Linked DNA regions of Mus musculus: all the other regions are linked to region 1. A link is a contact called in public HiChIP or PLAC-seq and promoter capture Hi-C data. All regions are on one chromosome and are shown on one strand. Each heading gives the region's core, a stretch centred on a gene start, on an enhancer-like site or on the middle of the called end of the contact. The rest is flanking DNA. Distances are from core to core; before and after follow the strand shown.

Region 1 (3,182 bases), core at 365-2,864:
ACTTTAGATTTGTGGTTTCTTGAACTAACTGGAGTGATGTAAAAGATGAGTCTTGTTAGGCGTTTCCTGACTGTTCAAAGTGTTTGGTGGTGTACTGTAAACAGGTTTCTCCAGGGAAACACTGAGCAGTCATGCCCCCTTCTGTCCTCGGGATTGGAAGTTTCTATGCTTACCGACCCTAGCTGATTGTATTGTGAACAGTTACTTCTGTGAGACTGAAATAGCCTCTGCATCACCCCCACCGGATCCCTGAGGTTTTGGAGTGGCTCCACCCTTACTCAGGACTCCGCCCCTGTGGGTTGAACTTGCACTTTGTTCCTTCTGGCCCCTGACTGTGTGAGTAATGTCCCACGTGTATGGCTTGCTGGCCAGAGTGGAATTTTAAGGCTCTTCTATTCAGAACAGTTTAACTTTTCATGCTGCTCGGCCAAAGGCATGGTCCTGGGACCTGTTCAGCTGCCATCAACCAGTTACTGTAGAGACCAGGACACCTTGCTTCCCTGCCTGGGCAGGGATGTCTCGGAGTTCGCTGTGGCCCACGTGACAGGTGTGTTGAGATGAGGCTGGGGTGGGGGTAGACAACACAGTAATGAAATGTGGGTTATCTGCTCCTGTAGTCTCCACTGGGCTCAGTGAGGATTACATGGCTTGTTTGTGTGCTTGTTTATCTTTTCAGTTTTATGGGGAGGGGGGCAGGGTCTCAAAATGTAACCTCCGTTGGTCTGGAACTCAGAGATCTGTCTGCGTCTGCCAGCCAGCACCAGGAGTTAAGGTGTGTGCCACAGCACTGTCTTGTTTTATTTGAGATTGAATCTCACTGTCTGACTGGCTAGCCTAGAATTTGCTGTATAGACCAGGCTGGCTTCAAACTCAGAGAGAGTAGCTAGCCTGTTTTTGCCTCATGAGAACTGAGAGTAAATGTGTGTACCAGCACACCCAACATACTAGACCTTTAATAAATGTGTAATGAATGGAAGAACATGGATAATATGTAAAATGATGTTAAATGGCACATCTTGATTGAAAAACTTAAGCTAAATTGAAAATTACCAAATATATTCCCAACTAAAATAGTTTTTAGAAGAGTTATTAAAAATTCCTAGCCTCTTAGAGCATATACAAAGTAGAATAATGTTAAGTAATATAAAATAATGAAAACACTTTGAGGCAATGATTACTGCCTGACAATCTATAATGAGAATGATTAAAAAAAAAGTAACAATTTAAATATTGAAAATGTGCTTTATAAGCTAAGCATTAAATATCCAAATTTGAATTTGTGTTTCAGTTTTATTATTATAGGTTTTAAGTATGTTGCTGTTTTGTGTGTGTGAGTGTGTGTGTGTGTATTTGTCCTACAAATGATTCAGTAGAAAAGATAACAAATTACTTCTTTATGGTTCTCAAAATATTTCTGTTCCTTAAGTCTTTTACACAGTTCAGTAGAGTTTGGGGTCCTCTGCTGCCTTCTTTCCACATCCTCACGATCTACTGCTATTGCAGTGGGTCAATTAAAAGATTTAGTTAACTTGCATTGTTAAGAAGTTCTAGCCCACACTGACACTGAATTGGGCGCGGTACGTCTGACTCATAGGGCTTGCCTGTCTTAACTAGTGGCGAACATACCATGGACCCTGCTCACTGAGGCTCCAGGGCTTCCTTTGCTTTTGCCGTGCTCTTAGTCTGCCTCTTCTTGTTTCTTTTACTCATCCCTCCGCAGCCTTCCAGCTAAGATCATTCATTAGCTCCGTGCTTAGTCTTGGCCTCAGCGGGAATTTGGGCATTTTTACTTGATGATATTTTCCTTTTGTTTGGTGCTAGAGGGTAGGACCGGCAATGTTTTCTGTGGATATCCTGTGCAGACAGATTGGACAGGAACTTGTTGTACAAGAACAAAGGAGTGGGAAGAAGGAGGAAGGAAGGAGGGAAAGAAGGAAGCTCTGTAAGAGTCAGAGACAGGAGGGGCGGCCAGGCCAGGGAACGGAAAGACAGTCTCCTGGGCTTGGGTTCTGGGCCTTGTCTCTTAGGTACTGCATTTATCTTGTGTTTTTCACTTCATCTCAGGGGTATGTACCAGTGGTTGGCTTTTATTACATTTATTAAATTTTGAAGAAGAGTTTTTTGTGTATGTGTTGATTATATAGTAAATATATTACCTAACTCTCCTGGGACAAGAATACCCAACTCTTCCCATAGCTTTAAATTTTACACAGGATTGTCCTGTGGACTCCGTTCTTTGTACGTTTTGACACCTTGACTTTGGTAGCCCTCTTTTGGACCTGAAGTCCCTCCCTAGAGCAGATGGACCATGTCTAGATATCTCCCTGTATATTGACAGTTGTCAGTGCGGAACTTTGGTTCATCACATTTAAAGAGACATGCAGTGTAAACCGAGCTATGTGTGGCCCCAGGGGGCTTGCTGCTCATCTCTAATAGTGCCTGCTGTGAGTTTGCAAGCCACACATTATCCTTCAGCAAACCTTTTGTTGTGTGCTGGGTAGTTTGTTTGGAGATGGGGTCTTGCTATGTTGTGCTTATGTGATGTGGGACTTAACATCCTCCTCCCTTAGCCTCTGGAGTGCCCGTGTTACAGCCATGTGCCACATGCCGGGGACTTTGGTTGGTTGGTTGGTTTTGGTTTTTGTTATCTTTTTAAAAAAGCCTCTTGTAAATAAGCTCTTGGGGGGGGGGGGCAGCAGCTGTTGTTGTTCTGTGTGTCTGTACTTATTTGTCAATGAACAAATAAGAAACTTCCTGGCCTCAAAACATTGCACCCAAGAGACTTAGGTACTATACATGCATGTAGGAGTATATGCACTTTTGAATAGGATCATCAGAAAATGTCCTCAAAGGTTTACATTTGAGTGAAAAAAAATTTGGGGGGGCGGTTTGAGACAGTGAGTGAAATATCTTTGAGACAACTATTTTAGCCAGAAGAAAAGGCAAGTGGAAAAAAAAAAGTCAGGGTGTGTGCCTGCCCTGTTTAAGCAGTAGTGGGGAGGGTAGTGGTGGGCAGGAAAGCAAGGGTAAGGGAGAAGGTTGACCAGGGCTGGAGAGAGGCCTCATTGGTTGTGAATACTCCCTACTCTAGCCAAGGACTGAAGCTCAGATCCTAGTACCAGGTGGCCTCACTGTGTCTCTAGCTCCAGTGCATCTGCTGCCCTCCTTCCTCCATGGGCACC
Region 2 (3,182 bases), core at 226-2,725, 400 kb after region 1:
CTTAACCTGTCACTTCAGTGAACTGCTACAAATACTCCCATCCAGGTCACCACTACCTCAGTCAAGAGACAGAAATTCTGTTATCCTCCCGAGGAGCATCCCTCTTTCTTCCTGTAGTCCCCTCTCTGACCTCAAGGGACTATAGAATCACTTCACAAGGCTTTCAAACTCATCTTAGAAGGACATGCGCATGTCAAAAATCAATAAAAGGGGAAGGAAGAAGAACAGGAAAGAGAAAAATCTAAACCAATAAAAATTAGTATATGACCTGGTTAGCTGTTTTGTTAAATTGATACAAACTAGACATTTGGGAAGAGGGAATCCCAATGGAGAAAAATGCCCGCTAGATTGATCTGTGCATAAGCCTGTGAGCATTTTTACTGATCGGAGATTGATGCTGGAGGGCTCAGTCCACAGCAGTTGGTGTCACTCCCAGGCAGGGGGTGATCTTCTACGGCTTCTGCTTCAATTCCTGCCTCCAAGTTCCTGCGTGGTTCCTAGCCTGACTTCCTTTCATGCTGGGCTGTGATGCAGAAGTGTAAGAGGAAACAAACCCTTCCTTCCACAAGTTGCCTGGGTCATGACGTTTGATCGCAGCAGTGGGAGTCTGGCTGAGACAGAGGTAATTAGGCTTGACGGATCAGGCTTGACAGCCAAGACAAAGAAAAGTTGAATTCGCTCATCCTACAGGAAGGAGGAAGTCACTTCCCCACAGGAGATGAAACTTTCCAGTCCCTCTCGTGGAGGCCATCAGACAGAAGGTTCTAGAAGATGATTAGAGAGTGTCCTCAATGACGGTTTCAAACATATGTATCAGGAACATTCACTTGTCTCTTTTATCTCAGTAACTCCCATAAACATTCCTACAGCAAATATTGTGTCCTCCCTGATGAAGATAGTCTCAACTGGACTTTTCAGAGATGCAGAAAGAAAAAACAGTTCATAGGGGTTTCTCCCCCTCTGGTAAGGGTCTGAACTCTCAGATTAGATGTTTGCAGACAGAAGTGTTTGCTTTGAAACCCAGGTGAGCGTGTGGGAGGTGTAATGTTCAGTTATGAAACTCAAAAGGGCCTGGAAGAGGACCCCCCGTCTAGATCAAAGGCCCCCCACCCAGCCCGGAGCAGGGCTGCTGGTGTGTATGGTGGAGGACTCTGAAGAAAAGCCAGGAGTTTTGTTTCCCCCTTAGAAAGTACTTTTGGAGCTGGGCCACCCCAAACTGGAGCTTTATTGACACATGACATTGCCACAGAGTGGGACATTAACACTTTTAATATGAATGCGTCCGGGGTAGAGATTGACGGCTTTCCCACTAATCCGCAGAATCATTTCAGTAAAGTCCTTGGAAGGTTGAGTTCTGAGCCACACCTCCCTTGCCTCATAGTGAGGTTAAGAGGTCCAGAAACAGATTCCTCTTTGCCTGATGGTTCCTGAATCAACCGAGAAACAAACGAAGTGCTGAGGCGGAAGAAAGCAGAACCACATCTGTGGCTTGTGGCTGTAGGCAAACGAGTTTCCTGGGCCTTACCCCAGAATTAGAGAGCCTTTCCCATACCATCAAGGGTAACACCTGGGCAGCACAGGCTTCTATAAAGAACTAAAGGAGAAACAGAACATGTGGCCTCCAAATCAGTCGCTGCTTCCAAAGGAGTGAGGAGGGGGAGCCAGGGACTCCTGCTCAGTTTTCACCCCCAAATCCACCAGTCAAGATGCTTTAGCTGCCGGGATGATCAGATCAATTAGTCTGTGTGAAAGTAACTGCCGGGGTCAATTAGCCATACAAGTACCACCGGAACAATAGAAAGCATGTTATAGCTCTGATATTGACCATCTAAATATTGCTGATTGAGTTGAAATGCTTGTTTTTGAAAATAATTAACTTAATACACATCCCTTTTATGCTCCCATTTCCTTCTTTGTTTTTGGTACTGGGGATGGAAACCTAGGGCTTTGTTATCTCACCAAGCTGCCCAGTTTGACTTTGCCGTTATGAGCCTCATATCTCAGCCTGGAAAGTAGCTGGGACTGCAAGCCCACATCACCAGGCCTGGCACAAATACTGTCATAGGTAGAGGTAGAGGTAGAAGTAGAGGTATATTAAGAGGGCCTGGAGAAATGGCTCAGCAGTTTAGGCATTTATTCCTCTTCCAGAGGACCCAGGTTGGATTCCCAGAACTCATACAGTGGCTTACGACCATCTCTAACTTCATTTTCAGGGATTCAATGCCCTCTTCTGGCTTCTGTGGGCACCAGGTACACCAGGTACACACATGGTACATAAAAATACATGTACACATAAAATAATTTTAAAAATAAAGTAACAGGATAGCACCACTATTAATTATGGCAGAAGTGGTTGTCTACATTGCTTAAAAAGTGGTACCAACCAGTCAGATCTGTATTTCAAAGGAGGGAGATAACTTCAGACCTTTTCATCACAGTAACAAACACCTGAGACAGTTTAAATAAGGAAAATTGTATTTTGGTTCTGGTTTTAGAGATGTTCACCCATGATTGGCTGCGTCTGTTGCTTTGGGCCTAAGTTTAGGCAGAATACCATGGAGGCAGGAGTCTATTGTGAAGGCTGCTTATCGTATGACAACCAGGAAGTGGGAAGGGGCCAAGGCAGGATATGCCCTCAAAAGCATTCCTGTGATGTAATTATCCCAGCATTCCACAGTTCAGCTACATCCCCAGCTTCCATTCAGATTTTGAGCTTGTCATGTCAACATATTAAACCATTCATTAGTCCAAGGTCTTTTAAATGGAGTCTTGTCTGAAAATGCCCCCCAGGTGTGGGACAATAAGCCATGCCAGGAAACTTGGTAAAGTAGGATGGGTCCAGGGGGTCCCCAGTAACTTCTTAGGAACCATACATTAAACCCAGCACATACCTGTTTTCTTACCGTGCTGAGGATCAAATCCAGGACGTGTTAGGCAAATTTCCTGTCCCAAGCTATGTCCCCAGCCACAATTGTTGATTAGACTAATAGGAAGCGCTATAAACTGACTGTCTCCTTAACTCTGGGAAACAATAGGCCACTTAGGCACCATCATGGAAAAGGAAAGTTCCCAATTGCAGTTAATCAGAGAGGCAGGGTTGGCTATCCTAGTGAGAGTGTGCTGAGCTCCTGTCAGGGTAAGAGGCAGGGACCCTAAGGATGATAAAGCAGTGAAGATCCTGC
Region 3 (3,182 bases), core at 241-2,740, 320 kb after region 1:
ATAGAGAACAGTATTTGCAGAAAAAGTCAAATTCCTGAAATCAATGCATGGTGAGATAGAATGGACTGGGTTTTACTATTTTAAAATTACTATGCCAGAATTTAAGCTCAAATAACTATACTTAAACCATTCATGGGAACTCTAATAGACACATTTAATATATACATGTGGCTAAGACAAGCAATTTTCCACATTTTTGAAGCTTCATGACTACACACATTCAGTAGAGGTTATTATTATTAAAATAATACTGTTTGGTTACAAATCCCACTCCTGCAGTAACAGTATTACACTTACTACATTTATGATGCTACAGCCCGAACAATCATATCTGGGTGGGACAGGCTTTTACAGTTTGCAAGTTAACGAACTGTGGCACTGCGGTACTCTCTCATGCAAGGAATGAAAAGTTCCACAAAATTCGAATGGTCATCTTCAAAGACACACGACCTCGAGTACACCGGATGGTAAACATTACATAAACAACGCCAAAGTCAACTCATAAACAAACACCAACACCGAAACAAAGCTCTATAGCTACTTCAGCGTACTAAGACGGGGTGTGGGGGTGGGGAGGGGATGCAGAGCACCTACGAGGAAAGGCTCAATTAACTGCCGCCCGTGCTTTCATCCTCCGATCTTAAACAAAAGACGCTGGATGCTTTCGGTGGAGAGCGCTTTCTGCAGAGGGATTTGGGGTTGCAAACGCCCCTCCTCCACGGCCACCAACAGGCCCCTTTCTTCCTCCTCCCTCACCCCTCCCAGCTCAAACAAATTAACATTCGCACTAAGGTACCTCCTATCAGCTCGCAGCTTCTTCCCAAACACGCCCACGCACCCTGAAACCCGCCTGCGTCTACACCGCACACGGCGGCAGGAAAAGCGCTTCGAGGGGGGCGGGGAGCCGCGGCGGCAGCGCACAGGTCCGGGCTCCCTTCCAGGTCAGCTCCCCATCGCCTCCCCGAGCCCGGTGTTTACGAGCCCGCCTAAGCCCACACAGCAAAGGAATCCCAGGCGCTGCGGGCAGCTAGCGCGGCGGTGCGGGACCCCCCTCCGTGTCCGCACGCGGCCTCCGCCGCCGCGGCGCCGCTCACCCCGCGCTCCGCGGGCGGTTCGGCCCCGCAACAGGTCACCCGCCTCGGCTCGGTGACGGGGGTGCAGGCGCCCCGGCCGAGAGGGGGTGTGGCTGGCGCGGCGGGGCCCGGCCCCGGCTCACCTGAGAGGCTGAGGCGACGCCGGGGCCTCCGCCACCGCGGGACCGCGAGCGACCCGCAGCCCGCCCTCCCGCGCCGCGCACCGCGGCCGCCGCCGCCATTGCCCGCGCCTCCCCACACGCCCGCACGCCACGCCGACCTGTGCAGCCGCGGCCGTCGCCTCCGCTTCGCCCGCGGCTCCGAGGCAATCGCTCGCCCAACCGAGCAGTCGGCGTCTCTCATTCAGCGCCTGCCGCCGGCGCTCGGGGGAGGGGAGTGCGCTGGATCCACCCCGGCCGCGCAGGGGGCGCGCGCCGGGCGGGCGGGGCGGAGCGGCGCGCGCACCAACCGAGCGCGCTCGCGCGGCCGGGAACGCCGGGTCGCCGGGGTCTCGGCGCAGTCTGCGGGCGCCGGGCTATGCCCCCCGAGGCCAACTGCCGCCCCGTACCGGTGTCCGAGGCGCGTGCCCCAGCCGCAGGCGCAGCACCGGCCGCAAGGACGAGCCGCAGGGTTCAGGACGGACAGGTGGGGCCCCGCGGCTGCTCCCCGCACGGGTCTCGTTGGCGCCTGGGACGCGGGCGTTGCTCCCCGCTCGGGCCAGAGGACAAAAGTCTGGAAACGCTTGGCCCCCAGATCAAATACCCAGCCCGTGAGGGCGGCGTCCTTAGGAGTCGTGGCGGACAAGTGGAGGGGGACTGCAAATGTGAAGAGTCACCCCACAGCCGTGGGATCTTAAATGATGGAGTCTGCACTCTAGCACATCATCATGCCGGAAGTGTTGGGTCGGCCTCTAGGTGTTAAGCAGGGTGGCTGCCGGTGGTTTAAGGAGCAAATAACAATATTTGGGATCCCCTAGTCCCGGATTGATGAGTTTCAGGTGGACTGTATTTTCACGCCATTGCGGGAACGTGATTCTAAAAGGTGAAATTTTTCCTGTGAATGAAAGGGAATAGAAGGGTGTTGTTTCTTGGGGTGCACCTAGGTGGCCTACTTAAACTTAGCACCATTTGATGCAGTGTGACTTAGTGGAAGGTTTTCAGTGAGCCACCTTGGTGTAATCATTAGGTCATTCGGGAATAGATGCGATCCTTTTCTAGGCAATGTGCAGTGGAGGGTGGAGGGACAGTTCTATAGCAGCACTGAGTGTAGATTGTGAAGGGACCAAATTCGTTTTGATTTCCTTTTTCCCTATAATAACTAATCAAAACAGTGGATTCTTTTATGCAGAAGAAAGTTAAACACTGTCCCTTTTGACCACTGTTCCCTTCTGTGGAGAAGGTAGAAGAACGCTCCTTCATCCCCTTGGTTAAAACATGCCCATGCAAAAGTAGGTGGAAGATAAAAACGAAGCAAGGAAAAGCGATAAAGCCCAGTGCTGGTTTTTTATTCCGTTTTAAGTTGGAAGTCTCTCCAATAGATGCACAGAAACCAAAAAGAAGAAAAGCCTGTCAGAAATCTTCAACTGAGCGTAGACTAATGAAAAGGGGGCGGGGCTAAGGAACACTAGTGACCAAAAGGCTCCAGGAGAATTACTTAGATGCAGTTTTCACTTCGATGCTGTTTGCTTCAAGTCCCAAAGAAACAACAGACAAACTGAAGTAACAGTTGGGAGGGGGAACCCTTTGAGTCACTGAGTAAATGATTGATCTTTCTTTCCCCAAGTTAGTAAGAGATTAAGGGAAAGGTGGATGGCTATGTGCCAACAACAATACATTCAAAGATAGATAGATACATACATAGATACATAGATACATAGATAGAGATACGTGTGTGTGTGTGTGTGTGTGTGTGTGCGTGTGTGTGTAATTGTCCCAAGTTATTAACTGCTTTTAAAGTAGGAAAAAATAAGGAGCCTCGGGGAATTTCATTTGGTATAAATGTCTTGCAGCCACTTGAGTTGGAGCTTCATAAAAACAAAGATCCCAGGTCCCCACATCTGCCAGTAATTTTCACAGTTTACTGTAAAAGCAATAAAATTTTCACTCCGGC
Region 4 (3,182 bases), core at 442-2,941, 300 kb after region 1:
GGCTTTTATTCTTCAACACCAGTAACTGTCAGCCTCACTCTGCTGCATGTATTTAATAATAAATGTATACTATTCAGTAGCCAACTGAAATGTTGAGTATCTATGAATTGGACCACTTTGGGTACAGGACTACATGATTATCCATGCTATTTATAGATCACAAAAGTTCAATTTATTATGATAGAAATTTCAAAAGAATGGGTTCTGCTAAATATCTGGGTTACAAAAGGTTCCTTGCCTAACATCTCCCACAAAGTGGCATTTTCACACTGTTTATTTTATCTTCTTTTAGCTCCTTGATGTTAAAGAATAACATTTTTAAAAGAAAATTAAAGCATTATCCTTCCTCTTTGCATTCATACACATATAATATATTTCATCTAATCATCTACTTACTACATACCTGTTGAAAGAATGAGTGGATGCCTGAACAAAGCAACCATGCACAGGGCAGGATTATAAAGCCAGACAAGCGGTAAAAACATTGGAAATGGTATTTAAATATTACATACAAGCCCACAAAGCGACAGGTTAAGATTCGGTCATTTGACCATTTCTAGTAACATAGTTGACAAAATAATCTAAAAGCATGCTGTGCTTCATGAGAAACGTAGAAAGAGTCTGAATTTTAATTCCCAGCTGAAGAGAAAAGACAAGACCGCTAAAAAATAAAAACAGAACCAAGGCCTCACCCTCACCTTCTACACCCTCACCTTCTACACCCTCACCTTCTACACCCTCACCCTCACCTTCTACACCCTCACCTTCTACACCCTCACCTTCTACACCCTCACCTTCTACACCCTCACCTTCTACACCCTCACCTTCTACACCCTCACCTTCTACACCCTCACCTTCTACACCCTCACCCTCACCTTCTACACCCTCACCTTCTACACCCTCACCTTCCAGCCCCACCCCACCCATCTCATCTGAAGCAGAGCTAGGGAGGTCAGAGCCTGGCCCATCGGTGGCAAGATGCTGGGGAGGAAAATGTGTCTTGGCCAGGAAGATCTATAAACTTAACTGTGTTGGCCTGGGCTTAATGTGAGGTCAGAAGACAGAATCTATTCCAGGCATATACATTACCATCATGGCCCAAGACCCTCAACATAAGAAATCCACATTAAAATATGTTCACATGGCCAGGCATATCTGTGACTTTGAGGTCACCCTGGTCTACATAGAGAGCTCTAGGCCAGCAAGACTACATGGTAAGACACTGCCTTAAAAATAAAGTTCACAACAACTGTAGTTCTTCAACAGACAGTGGAAACAAATCTGAGCATGGACTCCATACTATATACCAGTCAAACAAAGCCTCACTGGCAGACCCGACACAGGAGCATCGGCAACTCTGTGAGCACACAACCTACTGTAAACCGCAGGGAGCAACAGTGACTGCTCACCTCTCACCAAAACTACCAGATAGACCCTACAGAGCAGAACGGACTAAAATCAGTGGCTTTCAACGAAGGAAGGCATAAAGAGAAATAGAGTTTAAAACAAAATTAATATTCACTACAGAAGCACCATAGCAAACTCTACTCAAGAGGGAATTCATGGTAAACAAACAGGAAAACAACACACAAAGCACTGTCCAGATGGAGACACCATGTAAGAAGTAAAAATCAGGGTAAACCCTACACGCCCTGAGAGCAGATCCAAAAGAGATGATGAAACAAGGCAAGTGCTCAAGACCCAGGCTGAAGTTTCCAGAACTCAGAAGATGGGAGGGACTCATACTCTGGGCCACCCTTAAGCAGGACAAACAAAAAGAACTGCATTCTTCGTGTACTACTTTAAACCAACAAGTAATTCTTTTAAAAGTGATTTAAAAGGCAAAATACTTCTAACAACAATAAAACCCTGAAGATTTCTCATCACCGGCAATCAGAAAGTAAGGGCTTCAAAGTACCCAGAGAAAACAGCCATCAACTTAGAAACCTAGCCCAGCTAAGGAGCTGGCTCAGCAGTTAGGAGCCCACGCTGCTCTTGCAGAGAGGACTGGTGCCCAGCACCCTCCATGAACAGCGCCCATACCTCCACCTACAGCTGCCACGGTCCATCATCTGCACTCACACACACATACCACTCCCCACTACACACACACATGCACACACAACTACAAACAAACATTTTTGAAGAGAGAGAACGGGGTTGGGGGTCACTGGCAAGAGCGCAGTGGTAGAGCTCTTGCCTTGAGTTTTGTTCTCAGCTGGGGCAGGGGTAGGGGTGGGGGACCACAAAAAAACATTTTCAAGGGATTGGTGCACCACAAAATACTTCAGAGAGTAAAAACACATGAAAAACTATTTCCTGTTTAAGTTTACACCAACTGGAAGAAAACTTCAGAGAAGAAATAATTATTTTAACCATGATTAAGACTACTAATATTTTTGGAGCTTTGCCAAAAGGTTTTAGACGTTCATAATTAACTCCTATTACTAGCCTTTTTGTGAACAATATTCTGCTTTTATAAGGAAAGGCTAAGCAACTGTTTTCATACAAAGTCTGGTCATACATTTTATACATTGGCTACAACAATATAATGTACAACAATGAGGCTAGCATTTATGGGGTACTTTCTACCAGGAGGCCATGCAATTTATCCTTAGTATACCCAATCAACCTCTGAGGGAGTCTATTTTTTTAATTATTTATTTTGTGAAAATATAAATGCACACCTCCCTTTCCTCTCCTTACCCCTCCACACCCTCCTTACTCTCCTCCAAACTGATGGCCTCTTTCTACATTATTTTTACTATATAGATATATGTATACTATACATAAATGCAACCTGTTCAGTCTGTTTAATATAACTTGCATGTATGTTTTCAGGGCTGACCATTTCGTATTAGATAACCAATCTGTCCTTATACCTACAGAGAGGTTTAGTCCTCATCTTGCATCAAGGAAACTTCTCTTTGTAACAAATGGAGACCATTACAGAATACGACAACCAATCAAAATGCAGAGGTTGTGCCCAGTCCCATTGGATACATCTACAACAGAACTCCAGCTCAAGGAACTTGTGGAAGAGGGGGCAGAAAGAGCCAGAGGATCAGGGAGTTGTTTGTGAGATTGTGTGTCCTAGGAAATGTCAGAAGCTACACTCCAAGTCTCACCAATACAAACATAGACATCCTGAGGTGCCGGGGAGAGGGGAACACAGGAGGCCT
Region 5 (3,182 bases), core at 335-2,834, 270 kb before region 1:
CTGAGTTCAAATCCCAGCAACCACATGGTGGCTCACAAACACCCATAATGAGATCTGACACCCGCTTCTGGTGTGTCTGAAGACAGCTACAGTATACTTACATATAATAAATAAATCTTAAAAAAAAAAAAGATACAAAGTGGTTAAGGGGTCAACTCTCCAGCCACTGATCAATAGTTAAAATGTAATCCAAATAAAAAACTCAACATCTGTTGAAGAGATTGGTAAACTAAAGTTTCATATGGTATAACAAAAGTTCTGGTATAACCTTTAAAAACAAATTTTGAGGGTTTCCACTATGAGATTATAAAATTTATGATAAAAATCATGAAGATTGGTAATGGTGATCATGTTGACCAATAGATCTACCTGGAAAAGGCTCAGACCAACACATACATGTTCAATAGATGTTTCAGCAAAGATGACAAAGCCTCTTGATAAATGACAGCCTTTTTAACAGAGGGCACCACAATACTCAGATAACATAGATGCCAAATAGGAATCATACCTGGAAACACAGATTTCTTTAAAAATTTTTTTTAACTCAAAGTGGATAATAAACCTGAGAGTAGAGCCTAAAACTATTTAACATCTAGAAGACAACATGAGAGAAAAATCTTTTTGATGCTGTAAGGCAGAACTTTTCCTTTAAAGTAACACAAAAAGCAAGATTCATAAAACAAAGGCTAGATCACCATCCAAGCTAAGAACCTCTTATCTCTCAAGGTACCCTTGGGGGGGGGGCATTTTTGTATGTATACGTATGTGTGACACGATATGTATGTATGACACACATGTCTGACCATGCTTTCTCACGTGTGTGGACACGTGTTTGTGTGGGTTATGTGTGAATGTGAATGTGTGGCATCCCGAGGTTGACATCTGGTGGTGTCCCTGTTCACTCTCCCACTTTTACCCACCGAGGAAGAGTCTCGACCTGACTGATTGCACTGGTCTAATAACCAGCTTCACCTGTGGGCCCGCTGTCTCTGCCTTCTCAGCTCTGGGATTACTGACAGGCTGCCATGCATACCTGATATCTACATGGCTTCTGGAGATCTGAATACCAGTTCTCAGGCATGGGCAAGCAAGTGCTTAACCTGCTGAGCCACCCCCCCACCCCCTCCCACCCCAACCCCCCTCCCACCCCCCACCCCACCCCCCAGCCGTCAAAGTCCTAGTAAGACAAGAAACATCACAAGCTGGAGCAAACATTTTTAAATAATACATAGGATCTAAGACTCATTATCCAACCCAAATAGTTCCCAGTACTTAATAAGGAAACAAGCCAACACTAATGTGCCAATGATTTAAGCAGACTTTCACCAAAGACGACATAAGTATAAAGAATAAGCACAAGAGAAGAAATTCAACACCATCAGTCATTAAGGAAATGCAAATAACAACTCTGATAACTTATTACTACCCACCTATTGGAATGTCCACAATTTAAAATATGGGCTATATCAACTATCGGTGAGGATGTGAAACAAAGGATTATTGTTTACTGCTGATAGAGGACTGAGTCAGCCAGAGCCAGGCTGACTCCATGACAGGGCTGCACACTGACAGTTTGGGAGACTTAGGCCTAAGTTTCTGTTTCCTAGAAATGAGAACCTGGATCCAGGAACCTGTGGTCAGCCAGCCACAGCTGCAGGCAGTCAATCCGAGGACACCCTGTCATCTGGCCTGAAGTAGGAATAGATAGCTAGAGTGAGTAAGCGACCCCCTGGGAAGTCTCCAGAGCCTAACCAATTATAGAATCAATCAGACCCTAGAGATAGAGCTAAGCAATCAAGGTAAAGGAGTACACGTCCCTCCCTGGAATTCCCCTAGCTGACAACATCTGACAAGTTGGGCCTGTGAGTCCACCATGGGTCTCCATTCCTGAATGGGGAAACCCCTGCATGTAGAAAATTCAACTGAATAAACACTCTTTGCTTTTGCATACTAATGAAGTCTGGGGTCTTTCTTCAGCGAATCACAGACCCTAACAACAGGAGTATAAAAATGGTTCAGTCATCTTGGAAATATATATATATCCCATTCCAAGAGATGTCTGTCCAAAGATTAGGGCATTAAAGTACACTGAAGCTTTGCCTATAATTATCAAGGTTGGAAACAACTTAGGTGTCCACCAAGAGAAAAATGGAATATATATATATATATATTTGTGTTGCTCTTTGCCTGGTGGTGCCATTGAAAGGTCTATAATGAGGGTACCAACTTCATGGATGGGTTAATCCACTGAGAAGTCTGTGAGGAATAGATTAATAGAAGGTAGGATGTGGTTGGAGAATGTGGGGGTTCTGTCTTCAAAGAACAAGTCCAGTCCCTAGCCTGTCTTAGTCAGGGTTTTACTTCTGTGAACAGACACCATGACCATGGCAAGTCTTATAAAAGGACAACATCTTGGGGAGCTGGCTTACAGGTTCAGAGGTTCCGTCCATTATCATCAAGGTGGGAGTATGGCAGACATGGTGCAGGAGGAGCTGGGAGTTCTACATCTTCATCTGAAGGCTGCTAGTAGATTACTGACTTCCAGACAGCTAGGATGAGAGTCTTAAAGCCCACACCCACAGTGACACACCTACTCCAACAGGGCCACACCTTCTAATAGTGCCACTCCCTGGGCTGAGCATAGACAAACCATAGCAAGCCCCTTCTTGTCTGCCTCTTTCTGCTTCCCAGTTGCCATGAGGTGAACATCTCTTGTCTACCACATCCCCTCTGCCATGATGCCCTGCCTCAGTACAGTTCAATGGAGCCAGCTGAACACTGAGTGAAATTATGAGCCAAAATGTTTCCTCCTCTCAAAGCACACTGATGACAAATGAGTGCGACAGCTGGGGCGAGGCCAGTAGCACACTGGTCGAGGGGCCTGATTCAGCTCCTGTAGAGGACCTGAGCTCCATCCCCTGTATCCAAGTCACTCAGCTCACAGCTGTCAGTAACTCCAGACCCAAGGGATGCAGCACATTCTTCAGGCCTTGGAGGATACCCACTTGGATGGGCACGCAGAGACAGGCATATATAAATACTGAAAAGAAATATTATAACCCAAAACATCCCTGATTCTATAAAATTCCATTTTTAATAGGCTCAAGAAAATTAAAAATAACTTTTGATACCAGAAAGTAGTTCGAATATTCCCTGGGGGTGATGCTGCCATTGAGTGAAAC

Evidence for each region. HiChIP or PLAC-seq counts read pairs in DNA pulled down with a chosen protein or histone mark. Capture Hi-C pulls out chosen DNA fragments and counts their contacts.
Region 2: a contact with region 1 is called in an H3K4me3 HiChIP or PLAC-seq map of bone marrow-derived macrophages, with 2.0 times the contacts expected there. The contact joins two enhancer-like sites.
Region 3: a contact with region 1 is called in a FOXA1 HiChIP or PLAC-seq map of pancreatic cancer cells. The contact joins the promoter of Ralgps2 here to the enhancer-like site in region 1. A contact is called at or near these places in 1 of 39 promoter capture datasets (the HPC-7 cell line), 2 of 484 Hi-C or Micro-C datasets (embryonic stem cells and forebrain) and 1 of 115 datasets of contacts at active chromatin or transcription factors (pancreatic cancer cells).
Region 4: a contact with region 1 is called in a promoter capture Hi-C map of adipose tissue. The contact joins two enhancer-like sites. A contact is called at or near these places in 1 of 484 Hi-C or Micro-C datasets (embryonic stem cells) and 1 of 9 other capture datasets (adipose tissue).
Region 5: a contact with region 1 is called in an H3K27ac HiChIP or PLAC-seq map of extraembryonic endoderm stem cells. The contact joins two enhancer-like sites. A contact is called at or near these places in 3 of 115 datasets of contacts at active chromatin or transcription factors (double positive thymocytes, extraembryonic endoderm stem cells and pancreatic cancer cells) and 1 of 9 other capture datasets (adipose tissue).

The regions. Positions count from the first base shown.
Region 1 is chr1:156,615,512-156,618,693 of GRCm38.p6, forward strand. All of the region lies in intron 1 of Abl2 (v-abl Abelson murine leukemia viral oncogene 2 (arg, Abelson-related gene)), which reads left to right. Among named protein-coding and RNA genes, the nearest start is that of Tor3a, 57 kb to the right of the region's middle. Within about 2 kb of position 1,615, at least 152 of the 459 cell types and tissues checked have an H3K27ac peak or open chromatin away from gene starts, as enhancers often do. A contact at or near this core is called in the HPC-7 cell line, adipose tissue, bone marrow-derived macrophages and 2 more, where this site is marked.
Region 2 is chr1:157,016,251-157,019,432 of GRCm38.p6, forward strand. No RefSeq gene overlaps it. Among named protein-coding and RNA genes, the nearest start is that of Gm39685, 28 kb to the left of the region's middle. Within about 2 kb of position 1,476, at least 82 of the 459 cell types and tissues checked have an H3K27ac peak or open chromatin away from gene starts, as enhancers often do. A contact at or near this core is called in bone marrow-derived macrophages, where this site is marked.
Region 3 is chr1:156,938,136-156,941,317 of GRCm38.p6, forward strand. Ralgps2 (Ral GEF with PH domain and SH3 binding motif 2) reads right to left here and starts at 1,491. Exons shown (of 19, transcript NM_001159967.1): 1 at 1,354-1,491. 4930439D14Rik (a long non-coding RNA gene) reads left to right here and starts at 659. Exons shown (of 2, transcript XR_003948625.1): 1 at 659-923; 2 at 992-2,060.
Region 4 is chr1:156,911,325-156,914,506 of GRCm38.p6, forward strand. The region is part of intron 1 of Ralgps2 (Ral GEF with PH domain and SH3 binding motif 2); the gene reads right to left. Among named protein-coding and RNA genes, the nearest start is that of 4930439D14Rik, 26 kb to the right of the region's middle. Within about 2 kb of position 1,692, at least 18 of the 459 cell types and tissues checked have an H3K27ac peak or open chromatin away from gene starts, as enhancers often do. A contact at or near this core is called in adipose tissue, where this site is marked.
Region 5 is chr1:156,342,992-156,346,173 of GRCm38.p6, forward strand. All of the region lies in intron 20 of Axdnd1 (axonemal dynein light chain domain containing 1), which reads right to left. Among named protein-coding and RNA genes, the nearest start is that of Nphs2, 34 kb to the left of the region's middle. Within about 2 kb of position 1,585, at least 19 of the 459 cell types and tissues checked have an H3K27ac peak or open chromatin away from gene starts, as enhancers often do. A contact at or near this core is called in extraembryonic endoderm stem cells and pancreatic cancer cells, where this site is marked.